Regions from separate parts of the Triticum aestivum genome. Here region 1 is linked to region 2. A link is a contact called in public Hi-C data. All regions are on one chromosome and are shown on one strand. Each heading gives the region's core, a stretch centred on a gene start, on an enhancer-like site or on the middle of the called end of the contact. The rest is flanking DNA. Distances are from core to core; before and after follow the strand shown. Region 1 holds the start of LOC123071396 (probable protein phosphatase 2C 9). Region 2 has its middle 58 kb from the start of LOC123071395.

Region 1 (2,789 bases), core at 113-2,612, 340 kb after region 2:
CGTGTTATTGCTACCTATGTTACTAATTGAACCTATTTGATATGTTGAACTTATTGGATACATCGATTTACTATCTATAATGTGTGAGGTCATCATATTTTCATATGCAAACACTTTGTTGGTGTGTTTATCTATCAGTGTTTAATTCAAATGGTCAAGTTATTGTAAAAAAAGTTAGAGAAGAGCCTACCGCCAGACAACACGGCGGTAGGTATTCACAGCTACCGCCAGGTACCCTGGCGGTAGCCTGCGTAAACCTATCGTACGAAACTCTCCATTTTCAGTCACAGAACTCTGCCACGCCAGCCGCACCCTACCGCCGTTGGGCGTGGCAGTAGGGTGTGAAACCCTACTGCAGAAACATCCCTGCTTTCTGTCACAGAACTCTACCGGACATGCAGGAGCCCCATACCCTACCGCCACCCCTCGCGGCGGTAGCTTTAGCCACCCTACCGCCGTCTCTTGCGACGGTAGGACAGTTACGAGACGTCAGCCCAGTATCGGCTGGTTGACGGGGGCTGTCGTCAACCTACTGCCGGTGCGCATGGTGTGAGCCTGTTTAAGCCTACCATCATGGTCCTTGGCGGTAGGAAAAAGATCATATCATGAAAACTTTTGTAACTGGGTCGGGTCCGGCTAAACGTGACCACCAAAAAGGTCAAAGGCACAAAATTTAGCCTCCGTCGCTCCACTGCCTCCGGTCCATCTATCCGCGGTAGTTCAGTGGTACCGAATGCACAGTAGCCTCGACAACTGCCACACAACACGTAGTGCGTCCCTCCACTGCAGGAAGCACTGTTCAGCTGCATGCCGCGTCCGTCAGCCCCGCCGAAGTGCGCGCCAATGGTTTCCCACGCCGAGCCGACGATCGGTGGTCACGCACGCCACCCAACGGCGCCAGTTCCGCCACGCAGATCCATCGGCCACGCACGCGCCCCTTTCCCCTAGGTTCACCTCCCCTTCGCCCCCACCGCAACGTGGCCACGCCAGCCCCCAACTACCGGCCGCCATCCCCCTCCCTCACCCCCACGCAACGCAGCGCGGCAAAAGGCTCCCCCGGCCTCCACGCCACGCGTCCCCTCCTCCCACGACCGACCAACCTCCCACCGATCGCGACCGCCCCTCACCACGTGTCCCTCCCCATCCCTCCACCCGCCTCCCCACGTCCATGGCGCCTACCCTCGCCCGCTGCCATGCGGGTCACCGAGCACCCATGGCCCCGCCGACCATGACCCCTCGCTGCATGGGCCGGTCAGAGCGGCCGGAGTAGAATAACCCCGTGATATTTCCGGGCGGCACAGGAGGCACAGCCCATGTGGAGCGGGCCCCGCGGGCATCAATAAAGAAGCTGTCGCGGCGGGCTGTCTCGCCGCGGGCCGCCACGTGTGTGCTGGGCGATAACACCGGCGTCGCCGCCGTTAGCTTCAACCTCCCCGTGGGGCCAAGATTGCGAGCACGTGTCGTGATCTGCCCGCCGGGCGCGCCCACGCGTCCAGATCAGGTGGAGACGGACGGTGAGCACGTCACGGACTCACGGCGACGGTAGCTATCGGGCGCTCCCGGCATGACGGCGACGGGCACCCTCGCTCCCCTTCTTCTACCGCCCCACCCCGCGTGCGTGAGGTTCGTTTCGGCTCGCGCCTCTGCCGCTGCTTAGCTTCTACTGCTGCCATTCGAGCTGGGAACGCGCGCGAAGGCGCTGTCGTCGTGTGTCGAGGTGTTTCGTGTAGGCCTCTGGAGTTCCGTCGCCGACGTGCGGCGGAGGGTGGTGGGAATCTAGGGCGGCGTCGGGGTCGAGCGAGCGAGTAGTTTCCAATGGCCGAGATCTGCTGCCAGGAAGCCAAGTCGCCGCCGGCGACCGCGGCCACGGTGGCCACGGTCTCGGCTTCGGCGGCCGCCGCGGCCGTCGCCTCGTCGGTGATGGACAGGCGGCGCCGCAGGCTGGAGCTGAAGCGTTTCCGCCTCGCGAGCGACCTCGAGCAGTCGGCCGCGGAGTACGCCGGCGCCCGCAAGCGGCCGAGGATACCGCGCACGGTGTCTGGCCCGTGCCCCGACGCTGCCTCGGCGTCCGAGAACACGGAGCGTTACCCAAGGTTCGGGTTCTCCTCTGTATGCGGTCGTCGTCGCGAGATGGAGGACGCCGTCTCCATCAGGCCGGGTTTCCTGCCTGGCTCCGGCAAGTCCCACTTCTTCGGCGTCTTCGATGGCCACGGCTGCTCACACGTACGTCGAACTCTCCTTTCATATGAGCGCAATTCGTGTTGTTTCTGCACAAGAGAATGGTGCTGATGACATGGTTTCGTGTCATCAGGTGGCGACGACGTGCCAGGAGCTGATGCATGAGGCGGTGGCGGAGGAGCACGAGAAGGCGGGGCCCGGCGAGGAGCCTACGTGGAAGGAGGTGATGGAGAGGAGCTTCGCGCGGCTGGACGAGCGGGCCGCGAACTGGGCGACCACCCGCAGCAGCGAGGAGCCCGCCTGCCGCTGCGAGCAGAAGATGCCCTCGCGGTGCGACCACGTGGGATCCACCGCCGTCGTGGCCGTCGTCAGCCCGACCCAGCTCGTCGTGGCCAACGCCGGCGACTCCCGTGCCGTCCTTTCCCGCGCTGGCGTGCCTGTTGCACTCTCCGTCGACCACAAGGTATGTATACCCTCGCGTCACCGCGCATGGCACGCTCTGTTTCGACGCGAATTGTCCATGACCTTACGTGGTTTACTTTCCTCAGCCTGACCGGCCGGACGAGCTGGAGCGCATCCAGGCGGCGGGCGGGCGCGTCATCTACTGGGAC
Region 2 (2,815 bases), core at 245-2,744:
ATTTTTTGAAATCGAGGTAATAATTTTGAAAAACAGGGACATTTTGATAATGTTAACAAATTTTGAAAGCGGAACATTTTTTGAAATTCCGGAATTCTTTTTGAATTTGAGAACAGAAATTAATAAATGTGAAAATCTTTCAAAACTCCCACAAAAAATAGGAATTGAAGAACAATTTTTTTTAAAAAAAATTGAGTTTTTTTTGGAATTTTGAAAAATTTGGAAAGCGTGAACATTTTTATCAAATTCCAAAAATAATAATTTGCGAATATATTTGTAAAGCTGGGTTTTTTTCTGAATTTGTGAACAAAAATTAAAATGCTGTCATTTTTGAAATTGCGAACAAATATTCAAAACAACAATTTTTTAATTTGTGAACAGAATATAAAATTAGGCAAATACCAAACATTTTATAAATTTGTGAATATTTTTAAAAATGCGGAAAATATTTGAATTTGTGAACAAAATTGAAAGTAGGAACATTTTTTAGAAAACTTAATCTCTAAGTTATTTTGATTTGTTATTGTAAAAGAAGCAAATAACCTTTGAATTTCTAAACGATTTTGTATTTCCTAAAAACAAATAAAACAGGAACTTCAAAGAAAATGAATAAAATTTAGATCATTCGAACAGGGTTTAACATCTGAACATTTTTTAAAAAGAAAAATAAAAACAATGAAAAGAAAAGACAAAGAGAAAGAGAAAGATTAAAAAACGAAAAGGGAAAAAATAAAGCAAAAAAGGAGAAAAGAAAAAAGAAAAAAACAGCAAAAATGATAAAAGAAATTGAAAAAATATAGAAAAAATAGTTCACAAAACTGGCTAGAACCTATTCCAGGATGTGTGGATCGGTTTGGTTGCATGTGCCGCAACATGACAAGTTGATGCAGTATACGTTGAATAAGGTGTTTCCCGTTTCCTAACGCTTTCAGCCTTCAGGTGTTGGTTATGTGTGATTTGACAAACCGGGGCACAGCCCTCAACCCGCACTGGGCCGGCTCCATTTTTTTCTAGTTTTTAATACGGCAAAAATGCGCGGGGCTGAGATTACAACCAGCGATCTCCACTTACCCAAGCAATACTACACGACCTTTTTTTTCTTTTTTTGTTGTGGGTTTTTATAACCCAGTTTTTAGTTTTGGTTTTTTCTTTTTCTGTTTCTCTTCTTTTCTCCTTTTTCTTTACTCCTTTTTTAGATTGCACAATTTTTTGAAATTCGAAAAAGTTTTTTGAAATAGATAATCTTTCTTAAATTTTGACGCACCTTTTCCAAATTTGATGATGCTTTCTCAAATCGATGAACCTTTTTTTCAAAATTGGTGAACTTTCTTGAACCGTTTTTTTTTCGTCATAGCGTTTTTCTCCTTTTTTTTCTCGTGTGATCGAGCGGACTAGGGATAACGAATGCAAAATCTACATGGGCCGGCCCACAGCGTTGGCGTGTGGGCACCAGGGACCTTCCCTGGCGCCTGAAGCGCCGAATAGGGAAAACCCTATTCGACGCTCTCTGTGTCAAAGTGTCAGGCAATCGCACAGGTGCGCGACCACGTGGGCCGGTCCATCTCCCACTGTTAGAATCGCCTGGGAGTTCCGATTTCATGAAAGTTCTAGAAGATTCCCAGTCGGTTTCCTGTTTTGGGAACACTCTAGAAGGTTCCTTGTACGTTTTTTCCTTTTTCTTTTTTCATTTTTTCTGTTTCTGTTTCTTTCTTTTCTCCTTCTTTCTTTTTCTTTTTTTCTTTTTCTATATTTTGTTTTTGTTTTTTTCAAAGAAGTTGGGATTTAAAAAAATCACAAATTCGGAAATGAAGAAGAAGTTAACATTATGGATGTATTTGTTCATAAAATCCGAAATTTTACCGAATTTCAAAAAATGTTCTCGTTTCGAAATTTTGTTCAGAAATCCAAAATATGTTTCTTAATTTTAATAAATGTCCCCATTTTGCACTCTAGTTCACAAATTCAAAAAATGTTTTGGATTCAAAATGTGTAACCAAAAAAATGTTAACCAATTCAAAATATTTTAGTGTTTAAAAAAGTTCTTGCATTTAAAAAGATGTTCATGTTTTCTTCAGGTTTTCAAAAAATGATCAGAGTTTCAAATTTTGTTCACAATTACACTTAATGTTCTAAATTTTAGAAAATGTTCACGTTTTCAAAAAATAGTGTTTCAGCATTTGTTTGTGTTTTTAAAAATAGTTCGGAATGTTAATTTTTGTTCTTTTTTACAAATTTGTTTAGAATTTCAAAATTTGTTATAATTTTTCAAAGTTTGTTTGTGTTTTCCAATAAAAATATTCTCACTTTATAAAATTGTTCATAGATCAAAAGCTGTTCATAGATATAAAAGATGTTTGCGAATTAAAAAATGTTCATGGATTTCAAATTATGTTCGTGTTTTCTAATATTGTTTGGAATTTCGAAAATTGTTTCCTTTTTCTGATTATTTTTTCACAAATCAAATAATGTTCGGGATTTCATGATTTTCAAAAAATATACGGAATAAAAAAATGTTTGGAATTACAAAAATGTTATTGTTTTCCGAAGAAAAATTGGCATTTTATTGTTTTCCTAAATTTTCTTCAGGTTTTCATAAAATGTTCAGAGTTTCAAATCTTGTTCACAATTTCAATAAATGTTCTAAATTTGAAAAATTGTTCATGTTTTCAAAATTTTCAGTGTTTCAATTTTTTTGTGTTTTATAAAAGTTGTTTGTAATGTTAATTTTTATTCTCGTTTTTAGACTTTAAAAATTTGTTTTAGTTTTTCAAAGTTTGTTTATGTTTTCCATTAAAAATGTTCTCATTTTTGTAAA

Evidence for each region. A called contact is a pair of places that touch in the nucleus more often than the background predicts.
Region 1: a Hi-C map of an unstated tissue shows a contact between it and region 2, with 9 times the contacts expected there. The contact joins the promoter of LOC123071396 here to the enhancer-like site in region 2. A contact is called at or near these places in 3 of 5 Hi-C or Micro-C datasets (leaf and an unstated tissue).

What each region holds. Positions count from the first base shown.
Region 1 is chr3B:636,875,898-636,878,686 of IWGSC CS RefSeq v2.1, forward strand. LOC123071396 (probable protein phosphatase 2C 9) reads left to right here and starts at 1,363. Exons shown (of 4, transcript XM_044494938.1): 1 at 1,363-2,223; 2 at 2,312-2,641; 3 at 2,727-2,789. The coding sequence starts at 1,816.
Region 2 is chr3B:636,536,342-636,539,156 of IWGSC CS RefSeq v2.1, forward strand. No RefSeq gene overlaps it. Among protein-coding and RNA genes, the nearest start is that of LOC123071395, 58 kb to the left of the region's middle. Within about 2 kb of position 1,495, at least 4 of the 8 cell types and tissues checked have an H3K27ac peak or open chromatin away from gene starts, as enhancers often do.